2 separate regions of the Rattus norvegicus genome follow, and region 1 is linked to region 2. A link is a contact called in public Hi-C data. All regions are on one chromosome and are shown on one strand. The core of a region is the stretch at or near the end of the contact, and the rest is flanking DNA. Distances in the headings are between cores, read along the strand shown. Region 1 holds the start of Dpysl2 (dihydropyrimidinase-like 2). Region 2 has its middle 31 kb from the start of Stmn4.

The links. A called contact is a pair of places that touch in the nucleus more often than the background predicts.
Region 1: a Hi-C map of liver shows a contact between it and region 2, with 6 times the contacts expected there. The contact joins the promoter of Dpysl2 here to the enhancer-like site in region 2. A contact is called at or near these places in 8 of 12 Hi-C or Micro-C datasets (the A7r5 cell line, frontal cortex, kidney and 3 more) and 1 of 1 datasets of contacts at active chromatin or transcription factors (oligodendrocytes).

Annotation. Positions count from the first base shown.
Region 1 is chr15:45,246,077-45,251,942 of GRCr8, reverse strand. It overlaps Dpysl2 (dihydropyrimidinase-like 2), which reads left to right and starts at 3,590. Exons shown (of 14, transcript NM_001105717.2): 1 at 3,590-3,852. The coding sequence starts at 3,814.
Region 2 is chr15:44,744,435-44,750,588 of GRCr8, reverse strand. No RefSeq gene overlaps it. Among named protein-coding and RNA genes, the nearest start is that of Stmn4, 31 kb to the right of the region's middle. Within about 2 kb of position 2,343, at least 7 of the 93 cell types and tissues checked have an H3K27ac peak or open chromatin away from gene starts, as enhancers often do.

The sequences.
Region 1 (5,866 bases), core at 2,341-4,840, 500 kb before region 2:
TGCAAAAGAAAGAAAAAAGAGAGAGAGAAAGAAAGAAAGGAAGGAAGGAAGGAAGGAAGGAGCTATCTTTCCCTTAGGGGCTCGGTGCTGAGTTGCATCACACAGTATTTGGACATTGGACAAAGGTTTGGGGTAAAGGAGGGAGAATGAAGAATGATGGAGAGGAGGAACAGCTTCAGAGGATGAGGGCGTGGCTACACAAGAGGGTGTTTGCTGAGCAAGCACAAGGCCCTGGGTTAGAGCCCTTCTTCGACTACTCTTCTCCAAAATAGGACATCAGAAAATATAGACATGGGAATATTTTTCTAGGGGCTCCTTGTATGATTCTGAGGTTCACCTCAAGATTAATGAGGTTCCCCATTACATGCAGTTTGCTAGGAGGAACAGCATAAATCGTAGGCAGCTTTTCTTCCCTGTCCCCTCTTCCCACAAGAATAAGCTTTGCCAACAGAATCCTGCTGAGGTTCCAAGGACCTGAGGGGCAGAGGAGCTGTGTGGCTGGAACCAAGACCCAGCACAGTGACAGTGCCAAAGAAAGACCAAGTCTGATGTGTTTTCTGGCATGGTGGTAATGTGGAAAAGCCTTTTGGTTTTACCTTAACAATGAAGCGACAAAGCCAACTTATTCATGTACCAATCATTAGCATATGCTGTGGGTCAGGCAGTGTGCTGTACAGCATCTACTCTGAATAAAAGCTCGACCAAACAAAAAACCAGAAGTAAAAGAAAAGGAAGCACACTGTGCTTTCCTGCCCTTTTTTATTTTGAGATACAGTCTTGGTAAGTTGGTCAGACCAGCAGTGAATCCTGAGTTTCTCCTGCTTCAGCTTCCTGAGTAGCTGCGGTTACATGGCTATGCCACCAGGCCCAGCTAAAGGCCACTGGGCTCTGAGCAGGCTAGGCAAGCACTCTACTATTGGGATGTATTCTTTTCTTCTCTGCTAGGAGAGGTTTACTTTGAAGCTCTGGGTGGGGACTGTGTGGGAGTCCAGGGGGATGGGCATGTAGTGGAGGCTGAAGTCAGTCTCTGACAGGTCTCCTCAAATCTCCCCTCAGCTTTCTTCAAGACCGGCTGCCTGGGGTCTTGTCTCACAGAGACACCAGTGCATGCCCTCTCCTGGTGCTCGGTGAGGAATTGTAGGGAAGTGGGTTCTGGAAGGGACTGAATGCAGAATAGACAGATTCATCCTTGTTGTCGAGCATTTAATCTTTAAACACACAGAAGTCTGACTGGAGGCTGGCTCCAATATCCTATTCCCAGATAATGACTTCCTAGGGATTGTCCATTGAGTGTCTTTAAAGAAGAGCTATCAAATACAGCTCATCCTAACCGATCACTCGGTGCAGATGCTTCATTCCCTTTTTATTTTCCTGCACTGAACTGAGCAGTAAGTTTGCTGAGATATGACGATTACAAGTACTTTCCTTCATTAATTAAAGTTGTGTTTTTTTTTTTTTCTTTTCTGGGGCCTTCTATGTGCTCTTAAGCTCTAGTTAGAGCAGATAAATCAGTTTTAACCTTCTGTCTCTGGACATTTATGGGCAGAAATGTCAATTACCATGGGTTAAGACCCTTGTATATATGGCTGTAGGAAGGGGTTTGACACTAATAAGATGGATAGATAGGACAAAACAAAATATTCCTTAGCAAATTAGTAAATAACAAGATGTGTTTAAAGCCATTAAGATCGGGAGCAGGAAAGTGCAACAAAAACAAACAATGTAACTAGAGGCAATTTGGTCTAAATTAATTGGAATCTCATTAACCTTGCCTGACAAGTAGTTACTCTTCCCTGTGATTTAATAGGGCCCTCCTCCTGCTGACGTCTAGCTGAACCTTACAGTGAGCTTTCCTGGTAGGTCTTGCTTTATTTTCATCTATCCATCTGTTTGTCCATCCATCCATCCATCCATCCATCCATCCATCCATCCATCCGCCCACTCAGCTGTCTATGTATGTAATTGCTCAGGCGGGTCTTGATCCTTCTTTCTCTGCATCCTGAGTGCTTATATGAGGATTACAGCGCCTATCTAGTTGCTGACGCCAGTGCTTAGGTATCAGCTTGGCCAGCTAGTGCACATTGTTCAGTTGGAACAAGATATGGGGACTGGCCTCTGTTTTCAAAATGCACAGCTTTAATCGGAACTTGAACGAACTGATTAAAGTGAAGACTGCCTCATACCCCTCCCTCAGGGACTGTTAAATTTTTAAGGCAGGGATTGAAATTTACATCTCCTTTGAAACTAGAAAGGCAGAAGACCCCTACCTTGGCCAGGTGAACAAAAGACAACAAACAAATAAACAAACGAACAACAAAAAGACTGGGAAACCCAGAATAATTCTGTCTTAGAGCTGGCTAATTCTTGTTTAGGTGTGAACCAGTTAAACAGATAACTCCTTTTGCAAAAAGGTGCCCAATGTCCTAGATTAAGCAGTGTCCACATGCATTCTTTGATCTCAAGGTGAGAAGGTCAAAGCCATGCCTCAGCAGAAGTTCTGTCATCTGTCTGGAGAACCTTCCCTTGACATTGTTAGGATACAGCCTGGTTTGATACAGTCAAAGGCTCCCAGGTCTATTTTACCACTAGGGTCATTAAGGGAGGCTTAGTGACTAGAGCTTATGTTTCTCCATGACTCAGTTTCCTCTTCTGTGGGATATAACCTCTCCTATTACTTGTTATAGCTCCTTCATAACCATTTTGTTGCTTCTGGCCTCAGGATGTCCCAACAGTTTTTCCTCCCTAGATTTGCACGCGCCGCAACCACACAAAGGAGTCAGTCTTAGCATGCTAGCCAGGAGGGCGGCCAGGGTGTTAAACTGGGGCTTTTTTGCCCCACAGGAGCTGGCCTCCATCTCCTATTCTTGATAGCGGGCAGTCACAAAAAACCGTTCCGGGTTAGGGGTGGGGGTGGGGCGTCCGGTGCCCGGCAGCCCAAGACCTTCCCGGATGCTGTCCTTGTTCCTCCAGCCGGCAGTCTCCTGCCGCAGCAGCCGCTGCAGGGCGGAGGCCGCGCCTGGCGAACAGGGCGGGGGAAGCCGCGGTGCAGTCGCGCGCTCGCCGCTAGCGAGGCCATTGGCTCTGCGCAGTCACCCCACGCGGGGCTGCAGCGGCCGCCTCCGCGGATTGGCGCGCGGGCAGGCGTGTGCATGCCGCCCGGGCTGTACCGAAGCCCCTTAGTCGCGGGCTTGCGCCCCCTCCTCACCCTCCCGGGATGATCACCCCTCCATTGTGCCCTGCATTGCAGATGAAGCATCTGGGGCCGCTGCCAGCCTCAGTCCCTGCTCGCCCGCCGGGGCACACAGAAAGGGCGCGAAAGGCGCGCTCCCAGCTCGGGCGCACGCACCGCGCCCTGCGCGCACTGCAGCAGTTGCTGCCTGGGCGCTGAGCCCCGCCCCGCCCTTCTTATTTGCATATCCCACGATTCGGACCAATCAGTGAGCGTCTCTCGCGAAGCGGATGGCTTTTGCCTGGGAGGAAAGGGAGTGGCTGGCGGCGCATGCGCGGTGGGGGCCGACTGGAACCAAGGCTTTTATTGCTGTAGTTTATTTCCACCCCCTTCCCTCCTGTTCTCTCTCCCTCTCTTTCTTTTTTCCGCCCTAGCTGGATCTGTGTTGGAGGAGAGAAAAAGAGACAGAGGATTGCATCTGTCTCTTATAGTTTTGAAATCTCCTAATAGCAAGACCAGCTAAGGGATTGTACCTTTTTCCTACAAATATAAATATATATATATTTTAAACCAAGTCTTTTTTTCCGGCTCTCTTTGCTTTAAAGCTGTCCTCTTGAAATTACTTCCCCCCGCCCCCCGGAGAGATGTCTTATCAGGGGAAGAAAAATATTCCACGCATCACGGTAAGTTTGGTACTTGGGAAAGGCGAGCAACCTATTGTGACATAGAATATCTAAGAAATGCATTTTAAAGAGACTCAACTTTTCCTTCTTGTTGCCAACGGAGGCGATGGTGGTGAAGGTGGGGGTTGGGGACTAGAGATGTAATAACAGTTATAAGGCAGGCAATTTGCAAGGCACTGAAATAGGCGCGAGAGTGCATGGAGGTAGCCTTGGGTAGCGCGCCAGATCCGCTGTATCTTTCATTGTCAGCACGAGATGCTGCAGCGCTGCCCGCGGGGTGCAAGCAAATGGATGCCAGATTGAATATGCATGGTCGACGCTCTGATATTGTTCTCCGGCTGCGTGCGGCGAGGCTGGGATCCGGGAGCTTGGTGGTGGGGAACTGGGATAAAAGATCCTCCCGTGTCTTCCGCCCTCTCCAGAAAGAGCTTTCTGGAGCCTTCCTCCTGTGAGAAAGAGCGAGTTACAGCCTGGAGGCGTCATGACAGGGAGGGATGCTGGAAAGGGCAGGGTGTACCGGGATGATGCGGAGGGAAGGGAGGATCGGGACTCGATGATGAGCAGAGAAGGGCAGGAGCTTTTTGTGGACGCGGAGGACCCTAGGAACCCTCTGGTTTGAGGCTGGGGTCTTGGCAGGATTTCCTTTCCGGCTCCTGTTCTCATCTTTTCTGCTCCTTCCGCCACCAGGGAGGCGGCCGTGGTGGCGCATACAAAGCGGTCTGGGCGGGTGGGCGCTGGGGACAGCAGCGAGCAAGCTCACGGAGGTAATGGCGCTGGCTGCGATTGGCGCAGATGGCCTGGCCGGTTCCAGACAATGATCGTCGTGGCCGAGGTGCAGTCCTCTTTCAGGGCCTCTATCCGGGACAAACACCTCTGCGAGGAATTCACGATGTTCCGGGATGCAGAGGGTGGTGCCCTGCCTCCCCCGCCCCCTCGCATCTTTTACTGAAAAAACAAAACAAAACAAAAAAACAAAAAAACAAACAAACCTCACCGATCTAATTTTCTACATCCTCGAAGGAGATCCCAGGCAGGGAGGATCGCCAAGAAAATTCATTGTTATATAATGCTAGGACCCAGGGTTACGCAGATTCAAAGGCATCTCAAATAGGGAAGATGGGTTTTAAGGCCGGATTTGAGAAGGAGCTTTTGCTCTGCTTGTCTCTGGGGCCCTGGGACCCTGGCCTCTTTTTCCTTGGTGCACAAGGACACACCCATCTGCAGAAGTAGGAACTGTTGCCCAGAGGAGGGGGCGTGTGCCTGGGGCTTTTAGCTTGGGCTGAGTTGTTCTTAGGAGAGGGTGGGTACTAGCCTTTTCTCAAGGCACCCCATCTCCCAACCCCCGCCCGCAAATCTTCGGTACCAGATCCCAAAGGGCTGACACACCGGAGGCAATGGTAAATGTTCACCGCGCTGAAGAATGGCATATGGGCAGTGGGGGGTTGGGAGATCTCTACCAAACCTCACGATTTGCTGTTTTCGTGCACGATCAAGACAAAATTGTTTTGACAGTATGGAAGGGAAAAGAGGCAACCGACAAGACCACTTTTTAAAAGAGCGCCCCCTCCATCCTTTAAAGTTATCTAGGTCTGTGCCCTAGGACCTATTGGCTCTCTCCCTCTGTCACTGTGGCCAGCTTCTAGAAGGCTCTAGATTGAACAGACTATAATTCCGACCTCTTCTCCCGCCCGTTGACTGGGGGATTCACAGTTATGTTTTGCTACAGGTACTGCTGTGAGGAAGGGGAGGTGGTAAAGGGCAGGACTTCTTGCCTCCTAGACAACAGACAATCCCCTCAGGGGAGAAAAGGAGGGATCCTTGCAGGCTTAAGCTCACTGAGCCTCAGTTTCCCCACGGTAATAGAATTTTGCTCCATTCACTTCTGAGAGGTTCCAAGGCTCTGATAGCATGATATAAAGATTAGGTTTAATAAAGATTTTTGGTTAACCCTCTGCATGTTGACTGTTTTCAAGGGCTTTCCCAGTCCCTTCACCTGAATGGATGACCCTACAGT
Region 2 (6,154 bases), core at 1,094-3,593:
ATTCTTAACCTGTGAGTCAGGAGCCCTTGATGGTAGAACACCCCTTTCACAGGGGTCACCTAATACCATCTGCACATCAGATATTTACACTATGACTCACAACAGTAGCAAAATCACAGTTATGAAACAGCAATGAGATATTTTTATAGTGGGGTCTCTGCAATGTGAACTGTGTTAAGGGGGGGTCACAGCATTAGCAAGGTTGAGGACCACTGATCTAAAGGAGTGTTACAAAACAAAAAGCGAGTGTTACCCTATGACTAACAAGTCAGATAAACTTAGAGTAGCTGAATGTGGAGGTCATTGATTTTCATGTGGGTTGTTAATTAAAGCCATTAAGTTGATCCACTAAGTATTAAAAAGAGCAGCTCGTTGATTATCAGTGAAGCCTAAGACAGATTGTCCTGGGTAATGAAAAGATCCTAAGTAGACGGCAACTGCCAGCTTTGAAATAACTGGAGGCCTGATCGAAAGGAGCCGTGAGTGTAAAATTGACCGAATTTTAAGATTTAAGAAAATATGAATGAAAGCCAATACAAGTTCAGTCCACACAGCAGAAGACCCCACACACACCTTTGACTAACTTCATGTACCTCCCGTGGAAGAAACAGGCTACCTGCTCCTCCTCCAGCCCCTCCTCCTCCTTTTTCCGTTGAGGAGAATTTGATTCTTCTACAAATATTGCTGCCCTTTTTTGACTTTGGATTTGGACAAACCTAGAGTAAAAAATGTTCCCTTATTTAAACTCTACAAGTTGTCTCCACATGAGGCAAGGCACCTCCCAGCCTTCATCTTCTCTTGGTAAAATGGGGCTGGTAAAACCCATCTAGTAGGCTTTAAGGCGGAAACTTGATCAAGGATTCGATAAATAACAGAGTGACTGACAAGCTGAGCCTGTCCTTAAATGTTCCCAGCAATAAAATCCAGTGGCCTTCTGGAGTGTGGAGAGGATAAGTCACGGGAAAAGCCTGCAATGGGTCTAGAGTACTTTAGACTTACAACACGATCAGCACAGCCAGGATTGTTGCCTGGCTGTGTTAATAAAGCTGTTGGTAGCCACTGCCTAGTGGCCCAGGGCAGTTGTTCTTCCCACAGTTTAAGAAGACCAGACCTCCTTCCTTGTGACAGTTATGAGACCTCCCCTTTCACACTGAAATGCAGTGGGGGTGACCCTTCCCCCAGCCCCACCCTCATCCCCACCCCTGAGGGAGGCAGTATGTGTGAGCAAATTCTCAGTCCTTTATTTTTTGCTTTTGCTTTTTAAAAATCTCTTGTTAACAAGTTCTATTTTATGATCAATCACAAATAAGTTATTCATGGGAGAGGGGGTGTCTCTCTGGGGGAAAAAACACTAGCAGAAGATTGAATTTAAAGCATCCGAGACTATGTGACGAGATGTAAAATAATTCTATGCTAAGCTACAAATGATTTATTAATGCTGCGGGCCATGTCTGGGGTGTGGCCTCATTTACCCAGTAAAAGTTATGGATGGATGAAGACATTAACAATGAATAATTTCAGTCTGTGGTATCCGTGGCTAGATAGCTCAATTGGAAACCATTTCTTAGGAGTTCATAAGCAGCCATTAATATCCATTGAGTCTTGGCCACACAGCCTTTGACAGGCTTGCTTAACAGAACTCTGCGCCTTGCCGGAGAGACTCATGTAAATTTGAGGCTACAACTAAGCCTGCACTTAATGAATGTCTATTAACATCTTGGGAAGAAGATGAGGAGTGATTACCTACGAGTTAATGAATTGTCTGTTTACGTGGATTCACGGAGCAAATGAGCAAGTGGAGGTGAAACAGGACTTCTATAGGCTTTCTGGGTCGCATGCACTGTGAGTCTCCAAGCATGCAATATTTCCCAGGCTTGTCAGATGAATGGAGCCTTTCTTCTCAGAGAATTTTAATGAAAACCACATTGAGAAATGTGGGGAATGGAGATAAAACATAAAGAAAATGTAAACAAGTCAATGTGAAATAAGATAAATATGGTTTACTTGTGTGCATGCATACAAATGTGTGTGTGTGTGTGTGTGTGTGTGTGTGTGTGTGTTTCTCTCAACAGGATACTTTTACCCCATAAATTACAGCAGCAGGAGAATAGCTTTCCACAAAGGTTGCACCATCCTCCGGCATTTGCATGACCTCAGTATGCCAGCCATTACCATCAAAGGAAGCAATCCGATAGCTCTTTGGCATCGGCTCTTGCAAAGCTATAAACATCTCAAGACCCCTCGTCACCATGGCAACCTTATCCCTAATTACCAACTGTAACAGCTACGGTTGCAAATGCCTCTTTTGTGCAAATCCATCCTGGAGAACTTATGTTGCTGCTCCCCGAGTAAAAACAGTACGAGCACCACCTGCTGGTCATATTTCTGTACTGCGCAAGCTCCCAGTGAACTCTGGGGTCCAAAACCAAAGCCAAGAAAAAGCAAGAGGAAGAACAATCATCATTTCCAGAAAGGGGGTTTAGGAAGTGTGGGAGGTTGAAGGGCGGGGGGCGGGGTCAGGCGGGAGAGTGACTACGTGTAGTTTTTATGAAAATAAACTTCCGTTCTTATCTTAATAAAATAAGGGTCCTAAAAACAATGATAAATCTGCAAAGCATGGTAGAAAGCTGGGATTGGAACGTAAAAATTTGAATGTGAAAACACAAGTGTGTTTAAGAAATGAATTTGAGTCCATGTGGACTCTTGGCAGAGACATGCTTTAAGTGCATTGAATACAGTTAACTTGCTTTAAGATGAAGATGTGGGAGCTGCGTGCGGGACCCCCACCTGCAATCCCTGCGCTTGGGAGGCTGGGACGAGAGGAACTGGCATTGAAAACCAGCCCGGCTCCACAGTGAGGCTCAGATAAGCCTGTGAGAAGAAGCAAGACTCTACTACACAAACTTAAATGGCAGAAGGGGTCTAGAAAAGCGGTAAGTGTGAGTATACGAAGATACACCAGACTGTCACGGACCAGCTTACAGAAGTTAGAAATCAGAACCCTCCTTGGGGAAAGGGGACCCATAAATTCCCCTGAATGCTTATTTGCTTGGGATAAAGTTCTGTCATCTATAGCAAAATGATACTGTTAATGTTCTGTTTATCATGTTATTATTCTTTCTCCTGTTTCCTCTGTAGTAAACATTTCTGACTTTGTATTAGAGGTTGGTTAAAATAATTTTTTCTATATTTGATTCCTATGCATGCCAGAATTCTGATGTGCCATGCTCTCTAACATCAGCATCTCTGTGTTTCTCAGCCATGTGTCTGCTTTCTTGTTGCCTTTGTCTTTGATTTGATCCATGGCTTCTTGAATTTACACAGTAGAATCTATTGACAGTGGCTTTCTTTTCTTTTCTTTTCTTTTTTTCTTTTCTTTTTTTAATCAAAATCACCATTTCTCTCCACAGTAGCATGCCTGCCTGTGCAACCGAGTATAATGAGAACCTTTCTTTGGTTCTTCAATCTTGCTTTCACCATTCTTATTGGTTTTGTGGTGGGTGGGAGTTTAGGGGGACAAGGTCTCAGTCTTTCATCCAGGCTGACCTGGAACTTGTGAACCTCTGCCCCAGCTCTCTGGGTGCTGGCACCACAAAAGCACATGGCTGCCTCAGGTCTCTGAGATCTCTCTCTCTCTCTCTCTCTCTCTCTCTCTCTCTCTCTCTCTCTCTCTCACACACACACACACACACACACACACACACACGCATACACGAGGGAGAGGGTGTCAAGAGGCCTCTGTACCCCCCTTTTCCCCCTTTTTACACATCTTTGAACAAGGACATTTTGTGCCCTGAGATGGAAATTTCTCTTTCAACCCTTTCACTGCCCTGGAGTGTCTAAAGAATGAGCTTCACAGACCATCAGCTTCAAGACCGATGACAGCAACGAGTGGCCGCCCAGTAATGAGTACAGGCTAAGTGACAGAAACTGGAGGAGGAGGAGGAACCCACAAGAAAGAAGAACCCTGGAGCATCCCCAGAGGCAAATCCTCCTGATCCATCAGCTGTGTGCCTCAGCAGCGTTTCCTCCTGCAGATCCGGTGCTGGCCTTAAGGGTTGGCGTCCTCAGAGGGCTGCCTGAGGCCTTTTCCTTGTTTATGCTGTGTTGTTTGCTTTGCTTTGTTTGTCGCTAAAACCCCTGCTTTCTGACTGACCTTTCTTAAGCTGACAGAGCTCAGGTCAATCATTAGGCCGCAGTGAGGTTGAGCTCCGTAGGGAGTTGTATAGGAACCTTGGACGTGCAGAAGAAAAACCCACAACCTGTGGTGTTTCTCTTGGGAAAGAAATATAACCTTCATTTGCCCTTTCCAGTAGTTTAACTTTATTCAAATACATCGGATTGTTTGTTTGTTTGTTTGTGTTGTTTTGGTGGTTGTTTGGTTTTTTTTTTTTTTTTTGTTAATATATGAAGTGATTGGTCTCACTATGGGATTCTCAGACATACTTTGATGTGTTAATCCTTGCATCTGTCTCATCCCCTGTTCCAACCCCTTCCTTCCTCCCCACTCCACCCCTTCAGTGCTTCCCTTATTCCCTCCCCTCTTCTCTCATCTCTCTCTCCCTCTCTCACCTCCTTCTCAGTCCCCTTGCCTTTCATGCTGGATGTATTCTGTTACCTTCTTTCTTCCTCTTCCCTAATCCTCCCTTAATATCTTTTCCCCTCTCATGGTTCCTGTTCATGCACACACCCTTAAACTGAGACACACACAAACAAATGATGAGAGAACGCAAGCAGTCTTTGTCTCTCTAGGTCTGAGATGATCCTTTGCTTATGATAATTTATAATTTATGGTTGCATTCATTCCCAGCAAGTGTCATGGTTTTGCTTTTCTTTTTGACTTAATAAAATTCCATCATTGTGTATGGACCATATTTTCATCATCTGCTCCTCTCCTGGTGGGAGTCTAGGCTGGTTCTATGTCCTGGCAATTGCAAACAGGGCAGTGGAGAGCACAATGAGCCTGCGTCTCTGAAAGAACTTAGAGTCCTGCTGCTGCTGCTGCTGCTGCTGCTGCTGCTGCTGCTGCTGCTGCTGCTGCTGCCGCTGCTAGAATCTACCAGAAGGATCTGTTGGAACCATTTGAACTGCCCTGGCCTCGGAGAGATAGGAAAGACAAGTGGAGCAACTGCCACAAAGCTCTTGGCTGACTCTGATGACTGTCCGTATCAACATACAAATATGACTCATACCTTAAACGCAACAAGAGATAGTTCATTCTGGAGCCAAGTATGAGTGATCGCAGCCCCAGGTACAGAGACTTTGGATACCACAAATTCCATATCCCAATGTGGTAAGAGTTTTATGAAGTTTTAAGGTAGCGAGACAATGAAAGTCACAAATTGAGGTAATTTTCAAACACATTGGTGGAAACATTAGGCGGATGAATTAAAGCAAAGCGGGCATGTCTTTATCTAGAGTTAATATATGTGGGAGACTGCAGAGATGGCTCAGTGGTTAGGAGCACTGGCTGCTCTTCCAGAGGACCCAGGTTCAGTTCCCAGAACTCACAACTGCCTGTAACTCTGCGTCTAGAGGGTCTGACACTCATACAGGCCTGCATGCAGGCAAAACACCAATACACATAAAATAAAAATAAATAAGGCATTCAAAAAAGGTTAATACCTTGCAAACGTTCTACGTCTTAGTCACAAAGATGTCGAGTGACACACAGAAATGGGTAAGGAATGGCTATTTTGGGGGCTAAAGATAATCCTAAGAAAATTACAATTAGTCCCTGGATCTGGCCATTCTGTCCCCTCCCCAGTCATTGAAGTTCTACTCAGCTAACTGCAGTGGGAATGAAATGCAATTTCTTTTTCTTTTTCTTTTTCTTTTTTTTTTCTTTTTTTCGGAGCTGGGGACCGAACCCAGGGGAAATGCAATTTCTAATTTGGGCTTTTTAATAAATCATAAATCTCAAATTAAATAAAAACTACCTGTAACACTTTTAGAAACTCAATCAAATAAGCCATTTAATATCCATTGCTGCTAACCTATGGAAGAGACACATAAATAGATCAAGGAAAGAGTGTGAAGATCTCATTACCAATAAATTTAGAAGCAAATTTTCTCCTTCCCTAAAGCCAGGTATATTCTAGAGTCTTAATTAACTTCTCAAAATTCATCTCCTTCCCATTCCTCTGAAACATAA